Regions from separate parts of the Hordeum vulgare genome. Here region 2 is linked to region 1. The links are chromatin contacts, called in public Hi-C maps. All regions are on one chromosome and are shown on one strand. Each heading gives the region's core, a stretch centred on a gene start, on an enhancer-like site or on the middle of the called end of the contact. The rest is flanking DNA. Distances are from core to core; before and after follow the strand shown.

Region 1 (7,655 bases), core at 4,541-7,040:
GACAATGATTCTTCTATTTACTTGAATAATATGTTTTATGGTTTTGTACCTGTTATAATGGGTTATTATTTTAGATCTTGAAGATGAATCGGTCTATAACATAAAGGACATGAGGGATAAGCCTAACAAAATAAATCTGACTTGCTTCTTGCATTGTCGACTAGGACACGTTAGTCAAAAGCACATGAAGACTAGGACGCGTTAGTCAAAAGCACATGAAGACTAGGACGCGTTAGTTAAAAGCACATGAAGAAACTCCATGATGATGGACTTCTAACTTCATTCGACCCCGAACCATTCGGGACGTTTGAGTCCTGCCTACTCGGCAAGATGACTAAGAATACCTTTTTGCGATAGGGCGTACGAGCTATTGGAACTTATAAAGAGTGATGTATGTCGACCAATGAGCATGATAAAGAGTGATGTATGTCCACCAATGAGCATGACCACCGGAGGTGGTTTCTATTAATTCGTCACTTTTTACTGACGATTTGAGTAGATATGAATATGTCTACTTGATGAGGCACAAGTCAAAAACTTTTGAAAAGTTCAAGGAGTTTCAGAACAAAGTGGAAAATCAACTCGGCAAGACAATCAAACTTGTGCGATATGATTGTGGCGGTGAGTATATAAGCCAGGAGTTTGATGATCATCTGAAGAGTCATCAAATAGTTCCGCAAGTCATTCCTCCGTGTATGACACAGAGAGAAGGTGACATGGTCTGATCAATTATGAGTCAAACAGATTTACCCCTCACATTTTAGAGATACTCTCCAAAAACTACAACTTTCACACTAAACAGGGTATCGTCAAAGTCCATAGTTAAGACGTACCATGAGATATGGACCGGGAAGAGTCGCAATTTGTCTATTCTAAAGATTTGGGGCTTTAAAGTATATGTCAAGCGAGTCCAGTTGGACAAGATCAGACCCAAGTTGAACAAGTGCATAAACGTGGGATATCAAAGGGAACCTTGGGATACTACTTCTAAAGCCATGAAGAGGGGAAAATATTTGTGGCTCAACATGGAGTTTTCCTTGAGAAAGAGTTTCTCAGTCGAGAGGTTGTTGGGAGGTCGGTCCGACTTGAAGAAGTTCGGGAGCCACTCTGGGAAGATTCGGCTGATGATTCTATCGTAGCAGAGTTAGTCAGAGAACCCGTAGTGGATTCCACGTCGGTTCCATAGAGGTTGGTAAGGTTGCACAACATGCGCGATTGTAATGTATTGTTGTTAAATAATGACGAGCCGACTACTTATGCGGAAGTGACGATGATACAAGACTTCGTGCTTTGGCTTGTGGCCATGAGATCCGAGTTGACGGTGCTAAGAAGTGCAAATAGATCTTTAGAAAGAAAATTGATATGGACGAAAATGTTCAAGTCCATAAGGATCCACTTGTCGCTAAAGGTTAACTATGATGAGACCTTATCACCGGTAGCAATGCCTGAATCAATTCGGATAATTCTAGCTATAGTTGCATATTTTGAGTATGTGATATGGTTGATGGATTACAAAATGACTTTTCTTAATTAAAATTTAACCGAGGACATGTATACAATGCAGCCTAAAGGATTTGTTGATCCAAAGAATGTTAGTAAGATATGCAAGCTTCAGAGATCCATTTATGGATTGAAGCTAGCATATCGAAGTTGGAACATTACCTTTAATGAAGCTGTCAAAGAGTTTGGCTTCATCAAGAATAAAAATGGTCATTGTATTTACCAAAATGTCAATGGGATCTCATTTGTATTTCGAATCTCATATATGGATGAATATTACTGATTGAAAATAATGTTCAAATGCGTGAGTTTGTCAAGGATACGTTGAAAATCAATTTTTCGACGAAGGACTTGGGAGAAGCAACTTATATTCTAGGAATCAAGATTTATAGAGATAGATCAAGGAGGCTTATTGGATTAAGTTGTTGAAGCGGTTCAACATGCAAGACACCAAGAAAGGGTTCTTGTCCATGTCACATGGCATTAGTCTTAGCAAGACTGGGAGCCCGTCGAGTTCTGTTAAAGTGGTTCAACATGCAAGATGCCAAGAAAAGACTCCTCTCTATGTCGCATGAAATTAATCTTAGCAAGAATCAGAGTCCCTCAAGTCCTGATTAGCGAACACGCATGGATGCAATTTGTACGCTTCAACCATCGGGTCCATCATGTATGTTATGGTATGTACTCGCCCAGATGTCTGCTTTGCTTCAAGTGTAGTGAGCAGATACCCTACCGATCTAGATGAGAGTCACTGAAAAACAGTTCAAAATATCCTTACGTATTTGAGAAGGATTAAGGATATGTTCGTAGTTTATGGAGGTAAGGATGAGCTCATTGTAAAGAGTTACACCAATGTTAGTTTCCAAACCGATATAGATGATTGTTGATCGCAATCTGGGTTTGTGTTCACTTTTAACGGAGGAGCGGTGTGTTAGAAGATTTCCAAGCAAGATATTGTTGTCGATTCTACAATGGAGGTCAAATACATTGCGACTTCTAAAGTTGCGAAAGAAGGTGTTTGGGTGGAGAATTTAATTTGTGAGTTTGGTGTGGTTCAGGGTGCATCCAATCCACTCGACCTCTATTGTGATAATAGTGCTGCTATCGCGATATTATTAAGAGGTGATATAAGCATATGCAAGGGGCTCACAGATCTAAATGTTACTGGTTCATTGACTAAATGTCTCCCGCAGCCGAATCATGAGGCGCACGTAATGCCTAAATGATTGACTCTAATGCAAGTGAAAGACTGCCGGAGATAATGCCCTAAAGATAATCATGTAATCTCTTTCCTAAACAAATTTGAACAAACTCGTGACAAAACTATCTAGGACTATTTTTTTAGCAAGGAATCTAGAGCTCTAAACTTACGTGACCTTAGACTACAACTAGGTTAATTTCTACGTTCGCTTCTTAAAATTGGAGCTAATTTGTAGGAAGTGGTTTAAAATTTTAAGTTTCATGAGAAGGGCCAGAGATTCTTTAAGTTGTTATTATGAGGCAATTTATTACAGAATCACCAACATCGATCTTCCCAAAATTTCATTCCGATAAGATACATTTGCTTAACTTGTGCATATCATATCAATGTGGCAAACTGCATATACCAGAATACGTATGTATTACTATTTGCTTTAATCAGTCGAGCAGGTCGTCTGAGGTGCAGTACTGACCGCCGGCGAGCGCCCGGTAGTAGCGGTCCCTGCAGTAAACCGGGCGTCCATTGGCGGCCTCCGCAGCAGCCGCAGCGAGGTCGTCGTCTTGCCTCACCTCAGCAGGCAGCTTCAGGAGCTCCTCTCTCCTGCACGCAGGCACGCCCAGTCAATTCCATTTGCAACAATGACTTACGTCTATGAGGAAAGTATGAACTTGCATTGAATGAAGTTCACTTTGTGAAAGCTGGGTAGCACTGTAGCAGCATTGAGTTCACTCACTCACCTCATGATCGGCTTAGAGGAGGCGGTAGAGGGGGCTCCATTGAAGGAGTGGACGAATTCCTCGACGGGGACGGCGAAGGCGAAGAGTACGACCGCCCCGACGAGCAGCGCACCTGTGCCCACCAGTGTCTGTTTGAGCAGGTTGATCACCGGCTTTACCTGAAGAATCAGTTAATCACCAAAATAATGGAATATGAAAATCCTTTTTAGTTAAGCGTCAATGATAATACTACATGTTTTCCTGCCAAACTACAAGTTACCTTGTAAGATCCCAATAACCTGTCGCGAGCCAGCACCTGCATCAAGAAGGAATTATACGTTTAAAGGCAGTCTGAATTGCATGGCTGCGCTTAAGCTGAAGAAGCAAGCATGGAGTACCTCTGCTGGCTTGACCCACATTTGGCCATCGTACCATCCGGTTTCCTCATAAGGCACAACTGCCGACAATAGCCTGTCGCCAACGTAGCTCCAACCCTGCAGCATTATACGGCTGGTTGTAATATACTAGTGTATGATACCACATCCGTAGTGCATAGTATCATGTACTAGTATCATAGAACGGTTCATTTATTGTCATGCATGACATATACTAGCACATCATTTAATATGATACGGTATTATAATATGATACTTAGAGGGTGCTTGGATACGTTTTAGTCCCATGACTAAAAATAGTGAGACTAAAACTTGCTAGCCTCACCCATGCTTGGATCCAAATACTAAAGAGACTAAAATCAAGTTAATGAACATTTATTATCCTCCAAACCCTCCAATCCAGAACTTGCATGAGGAGTTAAATGAGGAGAGAGAGGACTAAGAGCAAGTACAATAAGGTACAGTCAGCAGACTGTAAGGATTAAAATACTATATTTTTGCTGAGTTGGATGAGAGAGAAGAGGAGAGAGAAGGGAAGCGGGCTCTTCGTGAAGAGTCAGCTCTAACACGTGCTCCTAGGTGCTTTGTGAGAATGAAAGGTGGGCCATATATGATAAAAGTAGTACTCTTTTGTAGCTAACTATTGTACAAGCTAGCTATAAGGTGGGCTATAAGATGGCTTATAACCAGCATTTGGCTATACTATTAACCATGCTCTAATGCACATTTTAGTAGGGGTATCTCTGATTAAAAATTTTTAGCCTCAAGACTAGTTTTAGCCTCTCTTTAGTCAGGGGTGCTTAAAACTTTAGCCTCTTAAAGAGACAAGTTTTAGTTAGATTAGTTTTAGTCTCTTGGATCCAAGCATCCTCTCAATCATCTCTTTCTTTATTTAATTCTGTGTCACCTCATCAAATACGCCTAGGTGGCATACATAATACTACTTATGATACTTCCATTACAACCAGCCTACTAGCACAGTTTCCTGTTAGGGATTACGGCCGGCGTTCGCCACACTTACCAGGTAAATCCTGAGAACCACAAGAGATACGAGGAGCAGGGTCCCAATCCCAGCAGCCAGCACAAACTTGAGCGGATCCTGCATAGCGTTGACATACATGTCACGGAGAAATGGTCACACACATCATGTATTTGTTGCACTGTTGGGAATAACATACTAGTACTTCCTCGCTCCTAAAATAAGTGTCGCTGCTTTAATATAAAATTTATACTAACTTAATACAAAATTTGCATCACTTATTTTAGGACAAAGGGAGTACATAAATTCCGCTGCTTATTATGTACTGAAATGACACTTTCGAACGGAACTGAAAATATAGGAACTGTCATACCTTTCCGGGACTGAAACTTGCGGCTGAGATTGGGGCCGCCAGAACTGTAAATGTGACCAGGCACAGGCTGCCTAGGCGCATGAAGAAGGAGCCTGGACTGAGCTCTGCCCACGAATACAAGGTGCTCTCCTTGAGAGCGGAGTACTCGTTAACCTGAGCCAATCATCCAAATTAACCAGCAAAATGAGTAGTAGTACATCTTTCATTCAGACTGCAAGGTGCATGCCCCAAGTGCAATTCTTTCTGTTCGAGACGGTAAACCATACCGGTCTTTGCTCGTATGGGACTCCGATCTCCATCCTGGGGTCCCAGCTCAGGCCGCCCCCGGCGAAGCGGCTTCGGCTGCTCTCCGGCTCCTCCTCCTTTAGCGCCATCGCCACCGCCACGCCCCTCAGCCTCTTTGTCCTCGTGGACGCTCTGCCGCCCTGCGGAAAGGCTCCGGCGAACTGCCGCGGGGATGCTGTCCCGCCATGGTCGTGCCCAAGAAGCAGCGCCACAGGCTGGACGGTGGTAATCTTCAGGCGGAGCAACATGGAAAAACTCACGCCTATTATCTTCTAGCCTACCGTACAAACGTGAGTAGAGAAGGAGCGAGAGGGCACGGCACCATGTATAGCCGTGTACCTTTTACGTGGCGCTGGTTTTTGCTTGCGGTTTTTTGTGGGTGAGGCAGTGGAGTGGTCGCGACGGGCGACGGCCAGGTCTGGAGACGCTGCCTACACGTGGTGGGATGCGCCGTGGCACGCTGCCTGCTCGTGCCGCCGTGCTATTCTACGTTATACTCACGTTCTCCTTCATGTGAGAGTTAATCACAAGAAGTATCATAATTAAGACAGTACGTGTAGATTGATATCAAGATTCCTAATTTTTTATTCAATATCAACATTATGTGACGCCGTTGCACATAACTCTATATTCGTGTTTTATATGTATTGACGCTCGAACTGACCGGTTGGTCCCACCCGTCGGGTGCCACGGTGGCCAACCGACTCGTGCCCTCGCGGTGACTAGGACGAGCCCGACCCGGTCGGCCTCTCCCCTCCTCCCCAACCGACCACTCTCCTCGCCGACGTTTTCGAGCGCCACACGCCCGTAGCAGCGCGTCGTCGCTGCCGCCATGGTTTTTGAGGACGATAGCAGCGACGACCAGTCTACCCTCCCGTACATGCACTCCTCCAACTCCTCCACCGATGGGATTTACCAGGTGAGCTCATTCGAGCTAGGGTTAGGTTAGGGTTAGAATATTTGGCGATTTTTCTATTTAGATAGCTTTTTTACTTGAGGATTTCTTTTGGTTTGGTTTGTTCCTCATCCTTTGGCAGTGGAGTGATATGTTTTAGCTTGTGCAGGTTCCAGCTTCAGTTGAGGACCCGGATTACCATGGGCTTGAGCTTGATATCATGATGTTCTGTGATAAGCACGGCAAGGCATCGATGAGGCATGTCGCATTTGAAGGCACAAACACAGGGAGAAGGTTCTTAGCATGTGCAGAGCCTGTAAGTTTCTTTCTTAGTTGATAGATTATATTGTTTGTTTACTGTAAAGAAATGATAGTGTCCTTGATGCCAGTTTCATATGCTCTTGTTGTTGAGCAAAGAACAACAAAATTTTAGAGCTCTTGTTGCTGTAAAAAAGTGCATAATTTGATAACTATAGTTGTTGTTAGAGTATTTGACGTACTTATGTTGTAATAGCTGAATTTTTGAATAGCAGAGTAATTGATGTACTTATGTTGTAATGGTTCAATTTGATCTTTAATTGCAGGAAGGTGATAATTGTGGTTTTGTTGAATGGGTTGATCAGGAGTGGTCCATAACAATGGAGAATGCATTGTTGAAGCTTTGGGCAATGTTTGAAGATACCAAGAATGGTAGGGGTGAGTGATAATCTTAAGAGTGCTCTAACTTTTCACCATCTAACAGAAGAGAAGAATAATCTGGATGCCAACTATGACAAGTTAGTTAAAGATGTGCATGGTCTGATTGATTTCCAGGAGGAAAGGGTGATTGATTTGAGTTATCTGTAGTCTAACCTAACCTATCGGCAGCAATGTAGAAGTGAAGCAGTTGCTGATATGAAAGGACAGATGGCAAAGAAAGATGAAGATCACAACCATCTAGATGAAAAATATGAACTCCTGGTTAACCTGACAAGAGCTCAAGCAGGTGTCATCCAGAACTTGAAGTTCAAGCATATGAAAGAGAAGCAACTGTACACTGAAGCTATGGAGAAATTGGAGTTGAAGAATGCAGAGCTCACAAAGTCTGAGAGAAGCTTACTCAAGAGAAGCTGGAGTTGAAGTTTCAAATTGCTGATCTATTAAAAGGAAAGGAAGTGCACAGTGAAGACAGGGGAAAGTTGGAGCTTCAGGTTGCTGAGCTGATGAGAGGAGAGGAGGAGCTCAACCAAAATAACAACAAACTGTAGAATCTGTTCAACATCACTTTGTAGCATTATAGCTCATTGTACCATAACCAGAATAACAACAAAC
Region 2 (7,039 bases), core at 4,109-6,608, 460 kb after region 1:
CACATCGACCTTTGAACCATTCCCGACGCGCATCGTCACCTCGTCCTTGGCCAGTCTCCGCTTATTCCGCAGTTCCTGCTTTGAGTTGCAAATGTGAGCAACAGCACCGGTATCAAATACCCAGGAGCTACTACGAGCGCTGGTAAGGTACACATCAATAACATGTATATCACATATACCTTTAACGTTGCCGGCCTTCTTGTCCGCTAAGTATTTGGGGCAGTTCCGCTTCTAGTGACCTTTTCCCTTGCAGTAGAAGCACTCAGTCTCAGGCTTGGGTCCGTTCTTTTTCTTCTTCCCGGCATCTGGTTTACCGGGCGCGGCAACAGCTTTGCCGTCTTTCTTGAAGTTCTTCTTACCCCTGCCTTTCTTGAAACTAGTGGTCTTGTTGACCATCAACACTTGATGCTCCTTCTTGATTTCTACTTCTGCAGACTTGAGCATCGAGTACAACTCGGGAATGGTTTTCTCCATCCCTTGCATGTTGTAGTTAAGCACAAAGCCTTTGTAGCTTGGTGGGAGAGACTGCAGGATTCTGTCAATGATAGCATCATCCGGAAGTTCGACTCCAAGTGAAGTCAGACGACCGTGTAACCCAGACATTTTGAGTATGTGCTCACTGACAGAACTGTTCTCCTCCATCTTACAGCTGAAGAACTTGTCGGAGACTTCATATCTCTCGACACGGGCATGAGCTTGAAAAACTAGCTTCAGCTCTTGGAACATCTCATATGCCCCGTGTTGCTCAAAACGTCTTTGGAGCCCCGTTTCTAAACTGTATAACATGCCACACCTGACCAGAGAGTAGTCATCACTCCGCGCTTGCCAGACGTTTAGAACGTCCCGCGCTGCTGCGGGAGCGGGAGGGTCACCTAGCGGCGCATTAAGGACATACGCCTTTTTACTTGCTTCAAGGATGAGCTTCAGGTTGCGAACCCAGTCCGCATAGTTGCTACCATCATCTTTCAGCTTGTTTTTCTCTAGGAATGCGTTGAAGTTGAGGTTGACGTTGGACATCTACAATATTTATAAAGACAACTTTTAGACTAAGTTCATGACAATTAAGTTCATTTAATCAAATTAAGTATGAACTCCCACTTAAATCGACATCCCTCTAGTCATCTAAGTGATACATGATCCATGTTGACTAACCCGTGTCCGATCATCACGTGAGACGGACTAGTCACCATGGTGAGCAACTTCATGCTGATCGTATTCAACCATACGACTCATGTTCGACCTTTCGGTCTCTTGTATTCGAGGTCATGTCTGTACATGCTAAGCTCGTCGAGTCAACCTAAGTGTTTTGCGTGTGTAAATCTGGCTTACACCCGTTGTATGCGAACGTTAGAATCTATCACACCCGATCATCACGTGGTGCTTCGAGACAACGAACCTTCGCAACGGTGCACACTTAGGGGAATACATTCTCGAAATTTTAGGAGGGATCATCTTATTATGCTACCGTCGTTTTAAGCAATAAGATGTAAAACATGATAAACATCACAATGCAATCATATAGTGACATGATATGGCCATTATCATCTTTGCTCATTCGATCTCCATCTTCAGGCATCGCATGATCATCATCGTCACCGGCGTGACACCATGATCTCCATCATCATGATCTCCATCATCGTGTCTCCGTGAAGTCGTCACGCCAACTACTACTATCACTACTACTATGGCTAACCGTTAGCAATGAAGTAAAAGTAGCAAGCACATGGCGTTGCATCTCATACAATAAATTAAGATAACTCCTATGGCTCCTGCCGGTTGTCATACTCATCGACATGCAAGTCGTGAAACCTATTACAATAACATGATCATCTCATACATCATACATGCAACATCACAACTTTGGCCATATCACATCACATGTCAAACCCTGCAAAAACAAGTTAGACGTCCTCTAATTGTTGTTGCAAGTTTTACGTGGCTGATTTGGGTTTCTAGCAAGAACGCCTTCTTACCTACGTGACAGCCACAACGATGATATGCCAAAGCTATTTACCCTTCATAAGGACCCTTTTCATCAAATCCAATCCGACTAGAGTAGGAGAGACAGACACCCGCTAGCCACCTTTATGCACGATGTGCATGTCTGTCGATGGAACCAGTCTCACGTAAGCGTACGTGTAAGGTCGGTCCGGGCCGCTTCATCCCACAATACCGCCGGAAAAGAATAGGACTAGTAACGGCAAGCAAATTGACAAACCATCGCCCACAACTTTTGTGTTCTACTCGTGCATAGAATCTACGCATAGAAAACCTGGCTCTGATACCACTGTTGGGTAACGTAGCATAAATTCAAAAAATTTCCTATGCATGTTCAGATCTTCCTATGGAGAGACCAGCAACGAGAGAGAGGTAAGAGCATCTTCATACCTTTGAAGATCGCTAAGTGGAAGCGTTTGCTAGAACGCGGTTGATGAAGTCGTACTCGCGGTGATTCCGATCTAGTGCCGAACAACGGCACCTCCGCGTTCAACACACGTGCAGCCCGGTGACGTCTCCCGCACCTTGATCCAGCAAGGAGGAGGGAGAGGTTGGGGAAGAAGACTAGCAACACGACGGCGTGGTGTTGGTGGAGAGACGAGGTCTCCCGGCAGGGCTTCGCCAAGTGCCGGCAGAGAGGAGGAGGGAGAAGTGCAGGGCTGCGCCGAGGAAGAGGGAAAACTGTGTCCTCCAAAGGCCAAAAGTGCCCACTATATATAGGGGAAGGGGAGAGGGGGTGCCACCCCTAGGGTTCCCACCCTAGGGGGTGCGGCAGCCCTCCCAGATGGGGTTTGTGGCGGCAAGATGGGGAGGAGGGGGTGGCGCACCCCTCTGGTGGGCCTAAGGCCCACCTAAGTTAGGGTTCCCCCCCTCTTTTTCTTTCCCCTGCGCCATGGGCTGAGTGAGGAGGCGTACCAGCCCAACTAGGGGCTGGTTCCCACCCCCACTTAGCCCATCTTACCTTTTGGGGTCGCAGCCCCCCTTCGGTGGTCCCCCGGGACCACCTCCGGTGGTCCCGGTGGTCCCGGTACGTTACCGGTGATGCCCGAAACACTTTCGGTGTCCGAAACCATCCGTCCTATATATCAATCTTTACCTCCGGACCATTCCGGAGCTCCTCGTGACGTCCTGGATCTCATCCGGGACTCCGAACAACTTTCGGTAATCTCGTATAACAATTCCCTATAACCCTAGCGTCATCGAACCTTAAGTGTGTAGACCCTACGGGTTCGGGAGACAGGCAGACATGACCGAGACACCTCTCTGGCCAATAACCATCAGCGGGGTCTGGATACCCATGGTGGCTCCCACTAGCTCCACGATGATCTCATCGGATGAACCACGATGTCAAGGATTCAATCAATCCCGTATACGATTCCCTTTGTCTGTCGGTATAGAACTTGCCCGAGATTCGATCGTCGGTATACCTATACCTTGTTCAATCTCGTTACCGGTAAGTCTCTTTACTCGTTCCGTAGTTCGTCATCGTGTGACTAACTCCTTAGTCACATTGAGCTCATGATGATGTTCTACCGAGTGGGCCCAGAGATACCTCTCCGTCACACGGAGTGACAAATCCCGATCTCGATTCGTGCCAACCCAACAGACACTTTCGGAGGTACCCGTAGTGCACCTTTATAGTCACCCAGTTACGTTGTGACGTTTGATACACCCAAAGCACTCCTACGGTATCCGGGAGTTGCACAATCTCACGGTCGAAGGAAAAGATACTTGACATTAGAAAAGCATTAGCATACGAACAATACGATCTAGTGCTAGGCTTAGGATTGGGTCTTGTCCACCACATCATTCTCCCAATAATGTGATCCCGCTATCAATGACATCCAAATGTCCATGATCAGGAAACCATGATCATCTATTGACCAACGAGCTAGCCAACTAGAGGCTTGCTAGGGACACATTGTGATCTATTCATTCACACATGTATTACTGTTTCCTGTTAATACAATTATAGCATGAACGATAGACGATTATCATGAACAAGGAAATATGATAATAACCATTTTATTATTGCCTCTAGGGCATATTTCCAATATTTATCCTTTTAGGAGTGTTTGATCATATGCTTTGATTGTTTGATGCTATCACACTATTACCTTTGAGCTATCTACATGGTGATCATTCACTTGCTTGATTGATGTTATGTGCATTACTATTCATTCATGTCATTTATGCGCACCAACAAGTTGTATGTGACATGGAAGAGTAACCCATGGTCCTAATCGATTGTGCATTTGCATTCAAAAGCAAATTTAAAATAATGCATAAATTTAGGGGGAGCTCTGGCTTTTCACATACTTCTCAAAGCGTCGATGCTAACCATTGATTATATCTTTTGTCGAAGCTTTGATCTATATGTTGTCCTCAATTACCAAGAAGGGGGAGATTGAAAGCACAATTGGTACCAAAGGTGGTTTTGGTAAATAATTATAAAATATGCATCATTGGACTAATGATCTTATCCAAGTATATTTCAGAAAAGTTCAAAGATGCCTTGTCTATAGGATTGTATGGAGATGCCCCTTGATGCAAGGAAAGGAATAGGATTGGCTCAAGCTTCAAGCAAGAAGGATCTTCATTTTTACAATTGTGAGAAATCACTTTGAGTCGATAGGAAAATCAATACTATTAAAAGGGGATGGGGTATTATGATGAATTGGTTGCTCAAGTGCTTAGAAGTAGCCACAAAAAATACTTAGCCATTCTCTCACAAAATATCTCTGTGCAAAGCCACATCAGCAAAATCGGTGCCACCAAGTATTTCCACTCGGCCCTATCGATTTTACACTTGACACACTCTATGCCAAAGCCTACCATCTTGGTACCATCAACTTTCACGTCGGTGTCATCGAGATTCAGTGACCAACTTTCTGTGGAGAGGAATTCAAGAATCAGAATTTTCTAGTTCGAAATCGGTCTCATTGAGATTTAGAAACTGGTCTAGGTCATTGTATTGGTATCACCAAGATTCCTATATAGGTCTCACCGAGAGTTCAAAAGTTTTCATATTTAGTGCAACTCGGTACCACCGAGATTGATTTCGGTGCCAACGAGTTGGGCAATAATGTTGTAAAGGTTGGATTTTAGGGATGCCTATATATACCCCTCCACCTACACTCGGAACACAATTACACTTGCCATATCCATTTTTTAAGAGAGAGTCATCTACTAATGTGTTGAGATCAAGAGATTCCATTCCAATCATTTAAACCTTGATTTCTAGCCTTTCTAAGTTGTTTTTCACAAGATCAATCTCTTCTACCCATGCTAAATCCATGAGAGAGTGATTCAGTGTTGAGAAGACTATCTTTAAAAGCACAAGAGAAGAAGTTCATCGTTCTACCACATTCCGGACTGAACGAGGCCTAATCATCCTATCAGGCCGAGCTCGACCCTGAAATCATGCCCAACAATCAGGCCGGGCCGATCTCAGGCTTGAGCAAAACTATTTTTAGCCGTAGTCAGGCCGGGCCGGTGGCCATGTCGGGCTTTTTCAGGCTCGAGCACTTTTTGTTAGGCCCGGCGGTCGGGCGGGGCCGGACTCGGGCGTGGGTTTTCAACGGTGGTTCTTTTCAGCCCGATCTGGCCGGCATATGGCCAGGTATAGCCCAGCTCCACGAACTGACATGCGAGGCCCATGATTCATCCTCACACAACTCAGCTCGGTGCATGCTGCTGACCGACCCTCTCGGAGTATTTTACTTCTTCACTCGTCTCCTCGGACCCCTCACCTCTGCACGCTCGTGTCCCCTCCACCCTCCCTTCCCCTCTCCCCGCGCACCAAGAAGAGCACCTGCGCGGCCGGCAATGGCCTGCGCCCGCTTCGTAGCCCTCGCGGTATTGGCAGTCGTTTGCCACTCTCTGTTCGGCCTGGCCTCTGCGGCGGATGACGGAGAGCTGCGGGCGCTGCTGGAGTTCAAGGCGGCGCTGGACCCGACGGGGCGCCTTCTGCCGTCGTGGGCGCCCGGGCGGGACCCGTGTGCCCGTGGAGGGTTCGAGGGCGTCGCGTGTGACGCCCTCGGCGCTGTCGCCAACGTCTCGCTGCAGGGGAAGGGCCTGGCCGGGACGCTCTCCCCTGCCGTCGCGGGCCTCCGCGCGCTCACCGGCCTGTACCTCCATTACAACGAGCTCCGCGGCGGGGTGCCCCCGGAGCTCGCCAAGCTCACAAGGCTCACCGATGTCTACCTTAACGTCAACAACTTCTCCGGGCCCATCCCGGCCGAGATCGGCGCCATGGCCTCGCTGCAAGGTGAGCCAAGTCCGAGCTCCGCGTCTTCTCTTTCTGATTCTTGCTTGCCTAGTTGCATGTGGCGCCGTGAACTCTGCCACTGCCAGTGCTGCATTGCTTGGATTGATTCGATTCGTCCCGTTCTATTCCAGTCCAGTACTCCAGTCTCCTATGCTACCTAGCGTGCCATGATCCTGAAACAAGTTCTTGGATTCACTGACGCTTCTTGGCTGATATTGCTATATATATGATTTGGTCATCGATTGATTTTCTACACTTGTTGGTTTGTTTGCCACTCTAACACTGCTGTTAATGTTGATGTGTCAAAAAAAAAAAGTGTTGCAGCTGTGCTACAATCAGCTGACCGGGAGCATCCCCACCCAGCTGGGGCTGCTGAACAGGCTCGCCGTGTTGGCTTTGCAGTCCAACCACCTGAACGGCGCCATCCCTGCTAGCCTCGGCGACCTGCCCGAGCTGAGGCGGCTGGACTTGAGCTTCAACAACCTCTTCGGCTCCATCCCGGTGAGGCTCGCCAGGCTGCCTCAGCTCGCTGCTCTCGATGTTAGGAACAACTCGCTCACCGGCAGCGTGCCCTCCGGTACGCAACAATCTACGAATCCATTCTTGAGCTCCCAAGAACTGCTCCGCTCAGTGTCAGTTTGATTTGGTTGCTCCCCAGAACTGGCCAAGCTGGAGGGTGGATTCCAGTACGGGAACAACACTGATCTGTGCGGCACCGGGCTCCCCGATCTCCGGCCGTGCACTCCGGCGGACCTCATCGACCCCGACAGG

The links. A called contact is a pair of places that touch in the nucleus more often than the background predicts.
Region 2: a contact with region 1 is called in a Hi-C map of leaf, with 2.7 times the contacts expected there. The contact joins the promoter of LOC123443754 here to the promoter of LOC123443753 in region 1. A contact is called at or near these places in 3 of 6 Hi-C or Micro-C datasets (leaf and seedling) and 1 of 1 datasets of contacts at active chromatin or transcription factors (embryo).

What each region holds. Positions count from the first base shown.
Region 1 is chr3H:327,057,574-327,065,228 of MorexV3_pseudomolecules_assembly, forward strand. LOC123443753 (protein CONSERVED IN THE GREEN LINEAGE AND DIATOMS 27, chloroplastic) reads right to left here and starts at 5,791. Exons shown (of 7, transcript XM_045120275.1): 1 at 5,431-5,791; 2 at 5,165-5,317; 3 at 4,834-4,911; 4 at 3,816-3,911; 5 at 3,698-3,733; 6 at 3,439-3,596; 7 at 3,009-3,301. The coding sequence starts at 5,697. The coding sequence ends at 3,139.
Region 2 is chr3H:327,516,504-327,523,542 of MorexV3_pseudomolecules_assembly, forward strand. LOC123443754 (LRR receptor-like serine/threonine-protein kinase GSO1) reads left to right here and starts at 5,359. Exons shown (of 4, transcript XM_045120276.1): 1 at 5,359-6,268; 2 at 6,585-6,845; 3 at 6,927-7,039. The coding sequence starts at 5,422.